2 separate regions of the Triticum aestivum genome follow, and region 1 is linked to region 2. The links are chromatin contacts, called in public Hi-C maps. All regions are on one chromosome and are shown on one strand. Each heading gives the region's core, a stretch centred on a gene start, on an enhancer-like site or on the middle of the called end of the contact. The rest is flanking DNA. Distances are from core to core; before and after follow the strand shown.

Region 1 (2,942 bases), core at 33-2,532, 36 kb before region 2:
GCTGAACCGCTCGCCCTGAATGAGGATGGCGTCTACCTCCTCCTTGGTGCAGCTCGACGTGCGCACTTGGCCACCACCACTGCCGACCTCGCCTCCTCCTTCTCCTCCTCCTCCCGCCCGCCCCCGCCTTATTAGCCTTCATGACGATCGGTGCCGCCTTCTTGCCAATGTTGTGTCGGACCATGGTTCTGTCGAACCTACGCTCAACATCATTGATCTCTGAACACTGTTCATGAGGATTTGTGCACTGTTGATTAAAAAAATGCATGGCGGGAACTGTTTGCATGTTGGTGCAAACTGTTGGACGGAGTTGGCATGCATGACGCGAGTAGTTTACTCTAGATTATTATGAGCCATGCATTGCTAAGCAAGTCTAGTCTTATACAATAGACAATAAAATACTCAGGTTGCATTGGGCACAGCAATGTTGTCTTCATGCACAGACACTGTTCAATGGGCACGGCAAATACACTAGTTCGTATCATGAAACATGCTAAGCAATTACCAAAAAAAGAAAAAAAGAAAATAAACATCCTACATGCATTTGTTTCGCATTCAAGATTAAGAAACTGTCACATTGGTTTTCATGCCAGATAAATTTCACAAAAATGTTCTAAATATTTGGTGTCTACCTTGGATTTTGTATCGTTGATGTTTTTCTTTACTTTACGTGAACTGACATGTCCCTGTCATAATTCCGGTTTCAAAAATAAATGGCGCACTGCCTCAGACTTTCTTTAAATGTTGGCATATTTTTACATGCAGACATGCAGTTCTGACACTGCTTCAGATTTTCTTTTTGCTGAATAATCAAAATTTGGCCTCACTTTTGTAAGAAAGAAGCTGAACCCACTTAATATACGGCAAAGTACAGTCTATTCTTGCTTTTGCGAATGCCTTTCAAAGGATAACTGTTCCTAAACTCGACTAGCACACGGCAGAAATATTTTTCTTTAAAAATGTTTACCATGACAAGTCACACCTTTTCTGGTACTACAACCCAGGCAAAAAAAAGTGTTAGACAATTAATATATCTGACATGCCATCATATTGTCCCAAAGTTTTTAAAATTATTATTTTTTTTCTTAAAATATTACACTGAAAAGTGATGAACAGTGCAACCACAGTCAATAGACCAATGTTTTTTTATTCATTGAGGCGCTACAGTGCTCGTGCCAGCCCATCAGCACAAAAGAAAAACTAGCACGCGCCTAGGTGACAGGGGGACTGATGGGCGCCGGCGCACGGGCCTATAGTTTCGGCCGGTCGCGCGTAGGTCGTCCGATTCGATTAGTTTAATCCGTTCGATCGTCTGGCACGTCGTTCCTTTGCTTCAACCATGGAGTACGCTGGTGGCCCATCTGCATGCCCGAAAGTCGCTTGTCTCATGCGCCGTGGGTGTTGCATGCAGTCACGTGGGTGGAGCCCATCCAAATAATGATTGTGACTTCTCTCTGCTATGTGCACACAATAGTTTCAATCAAAAATGTACATAGAAAATCTGCACTTGTTGTTAAACTGTATTTGTATGTAGCATTGCAGTAAAAATTCACAACAAAAATCAAAAATACAAATAAAAAACCATATGTTTTGTAGCATAATTTCTGTACTTTTACAACGAAAAAAGAACATATGTAGCATTCTGCAAACAAAGCTCACAACAAAAAACAAAAAACCTATGGAAGCAAAATTGTTATATTTTTTTCTACATATTTTCCAGTATAAATTTACAACTAAAAAAGCACTCATGTAGCAGTTCGGTGGCCATTGCAGCTTTCATGGAAGCGCGAACCTCCAGGAAGCTTTTTTCTATCGCCGGTTGAAGCCTTTTTGGTATATAATTGAAGCTTTTTTTGTCAACGGTTGTAGCTTTTTCTATTGCACAGTGTCCTGGTTGAATCTTTTGCATCTACCGTTGAAGCTTTTTCTGTCAAAGGTTGAAGCTTTTTTTCGTTGCACAGTATCCTGGTTGAAGCTTTTGCATCTACGGTTGAACCTTTTTCTGTCAACGTTTCCAGCATTTTTCCTTTTTCAGTGTCTCGTTGAAGCATTTCTGTCAATGGTTGCAGCACTGAGTGGCCCCTAGATTCCGCTATCTTCAATTGAAACTTATTAATGATTAGTTGTGGTTGTAGCTTTGCGGGTTGCAAAAAACTGGCTGCAGCACCATGCAGCAAAAAGATAATGCTGATTACAGCGAAAGATCACCACCGGTTCCAGTAAAAGATCTTTGTGGTTGTTGCGTCGGTGGGGAAGTAATTTTAGATGTGTGGGGACTGAAAAGGTAATGTGAGAGGCAAAAGCGATAAGGCCAGAGGAAAAGTAAGGAGAGAAAAAAACGTAAGAAGAGATCAGAAAATCGCTTGAGGCCCACAGGACGCATGTGCGTGTTCCCACGTGATATAGAGCAAGCGAGCGAGCGAGGGGCGACCAGCCGAGCGCTCGGCCGGTCGTCCGGCGGGAAACATTTCCCTTATAATAAGCAAAGAGCTTAAGGTGGGTCTGGAGTTGTTTAAAGCTTAACCATAATTTTTGAATTTAAAAGGAATACGGATCCACATGTAAGAGGCTGTGGAATCGTACGGCGTGGACCGTAGGTTAGGCTGAACCATGGTCCTGAATCGCGCCTCTCGGCCCTCCTCAGCTGCGGCGCCTTCTTGGCCTTCTCGTTGCCGGTGACCATTGCGGCGGCGGCGACCTTGCTGGGCTTTGGTGTTGGCCGGCTGCGGCTGCGCTTGTCCTGCTGCTTCTCGTTCAAAGCCCGTGACTCACTCGACGGATGGTCCGTGCAGATATTTGATTTGATCCATTTTGCTGACGGCGTGAAGAGCAGGCCGGGAGGGCACCGAGTACGACGGCGAAGCGCACCACGAGGGCGAGGACGTCGACATGGGCAGGGCGTCAGGCAGAGCAGGCGACGACCATGACGACGAGGCGGCCCG
Region 2 (2,700 bases), core at 70-2,569:
TGCACACCGTTGCTCGGGACCTCCATCGCCCCATGGCTTCTTTCGCTCCCTTGGTCTTCTCTCCTCCTTTCCTCACTGAACAGCCAGGAACTCCATGCCTCTGTCATCTTAACATTTTTTTCACAACATTATTTGTGTTGCAGAAGTCTTTCCGCAAAAACACCAATGTTGCAAGAAAAGATAAGACAAAAAATATATTCTACAACAACATTTGTGTTGCAGAAGTCGTTCTGCAACAACACCCATGTTGTAAAGACGTTAAGACAAAAAGAAAAATTTATGCAACAAAACCTCTCTCGCAAATATTTCTGCAACATGAGGTCTGTTGCAAAGGGTTCCACGACACTTCATTTGTTGCAATTATGAGGAAAAAGGTTCGCTAGATGGCGCCGGATCAAACAACTCTCAAGGCGGCGGATCTTTTTAGAAGATTCGCCGTCTGACGCGTAGCGTCGCCCTGCCTAAGTGGGTCGCAGAAAATTTTCTGTCCGCCAGTGGAGCGCTCCGGCTCCAGTAATTGCTAAGAGCATCTACACTCGGACTTAGCAAATATTACACCCCAAACGCCCGCGGACGCGACCGGTCTCCATTTTAAACCCCCATTTGTCCATCTATACATCCACACTCCTCATTTTTTTCCTCATATGTCGGGTGAGTTGCACGTGATTGATGAAGACGAAGAGAGAGAAAGAAAATAATGAATAAAGAAAAAAAAGATGGTCCGAAGTGGGACGCGTCCTATATAGCAGACTGACCGGGCGTGTCCGGGAGCCTCATATCCTCCCTATATTTGTCCGAAATATGAGGATTCACGGACAACCTGCACATGAGATGATATGAAGGGTTCGATTGGGACATTCTTTTCTTCTCTCTCTTATCTGGTCACTCACTGGATGCGCTCGCTGACGTTTGAGGAGGATTTGAGGGTGCCGGCTGTAGATGCTCTAATTGCCCCTTGATATCTCATTAGATTAATCTGATATGTTAGATTTCATGGATTTACATAATTAGACGGTGATAATTTTATCGGTGTACGCTTAACGGGGTGTCTTTAAGAAAGAAAAAGGTTGTTATTTTAATAGTTGTATATAGATGTATAGATATAGATAACTGAAAATTATTAGAGAAATGGAGCAGCCAAAGATGCTCCAACAAATGATGAATCCCGGTACAGTTTTTAGATCATCCGCATACTTGGAGCATCACATTTTTCTTTTTTTTCCTTCTTAGCTTTCGCATTAGGCAGGGCGACGGAGTCACGGAGCGCCAGGGCCGCCACGACATAGACGGCGGGCACCACAGCGGTCGAGGTGGACGCAACTTCAGTGACTTCATAAAGCTAAGTCTCACCGTAACTTAGCTCCCTCTATCAGCCATCCATTCTAGATCCAACGGACCTGATTGATCCATATTTCAAATGAATTTTTTTAAAAATATTCAGCAAATTTTGAAAAAATTCCAGCAAATCGCAAATGTTTTGTTTAATATTATGTGAAAATTTCAATCCATTGGGATGTATAGTTTGCGAATACACATTTTTGTACTTAGTTGAGCTCAAAAAGCTATTTAATCACAAACCATACATCCAAATGAGTTGAAACTTTTCAAGGATACAAAACGAAACATGTATGATTTATTGGATTTTTTCAATTTTTTCTAAACACTTTAAATTTTCAATATGAAAAATAGATCAATCTGAAATGTTGGATCTCTAACGAACGACTGATAATGAAGGCTAAGTTACGGTGAGACATGACTTCGTAAAGTCACTGAAGCTGCGCCCGGTCGAGGTACTGAGAACCGTCACCGGGGGCAGTCGGGTGCGGTGGTAGAGACGGCGGCCGTGGGCTTGCACCTGTCCTGTTTTTCTTGCCCGACGAGACGACGCGCCGGAAATCTGTCTGGCCTGAAATTGTACACTAGTGGCCGATGTAAGGCCACCTCCACCGCGCGACCCCATCTTGTCCGGGTGCGTCCGTTTTGGGGTAGAACGGACGAATAGCTAGCGCGGCCCAACGCGTGGCTCCAAACGGACAAATGTCCGGATTCCGTCCGTTTTCGACCCATCCCCGGCCCAAACTTGCTCCGAGTTTGGGGTGAAACGGACATCGCGCGGACGGGCTCGCCGCACGCCCTTGTCCCCCCGTGGCCCGCCTGTCGGGGATACTAGCAGTCCCTTCGCTTCCAACGCTTCCACCCCCTCTCCCCGCCCCGCCCCGCCGCCGGCGCCGCCACTATTCTCGGGCCGCCTCCTCAGTGCGCACCCCCCGGCCGTCCATACCAAACCACGTCTCGACATGGCTGCCACCACGCCCGCGCTTTCGTCGTAGTTTTGGCCGTCGATCGGAGGAGGTTTGGCCGTCGCCGTCGCAGCCGGTGGCAGAGGGGATATGACCGCCGACGACGTACCACGGCGGCCACGTCAGCTTCCGACGAGTGCTCTAGAGCGGCCAGTAGCCGGCCGCCAACCACCCCTGCTGTATCAAGGTGATCATCGCAGCCTCTTTGCCACCACAACCGCAAGATGTTCGACACTTTGCCCACAAAGGTATGGACATTGGAGATGAATTTTTCTTCCACCACTTCATTTGTTCATCGGACGATCCACCGTCGGATGATGAAGATCTTGTGGTGGCTGCACTGGTCGTTCACGACCACATCAACGGCAGCTTCCTCGGTACAGGGGTCCACTCCCTGGCC

What was found. A called contact is a pair of places that touch in the nucleus more often than the background predicts.
Region 1: a Hi-C map of an unstated tissue shows a contact between it and region 2, with 4 times the contacts expected there. The contact joins two enhancer-like sites. A contact is called at or near these places in 2 of 5 Hi-C or Micro-C datasets (leaf and an unstated tissue).

What each region holds. Positions count from the first base shown.
Region 1 is chr4B:20,427,976-20,430,917 of IWGSC CS RefSeq v2.1, reverse strand. No RefSeq gene overlaps it. Among protein-coding and RNA genes, the nearest start is that of LOC123090671, 41 kb to the right of the region's middle. Within about 2 kb of position 1,282, at least 5 of the 8 cell types and tissues checked have an H3K27ac peak or open chromatin away from gene starts, as enhancers often do.
Region 2 is chr4B:20,391,985-20,394,684 of IWGSC CS RefSeq v2.1, reverse strand. No RefSeq gene overlaps it. Among protein-coding and RNA genes, the nearest start is that of LOC123090671, 4.4 kb to the right of the region's middle. Within about 2 kb of position 1,319, at least 1 of the 8 cell types and tissues checked has an H3K27ac peak or open chromatin away from gene starts, as enhancers often do.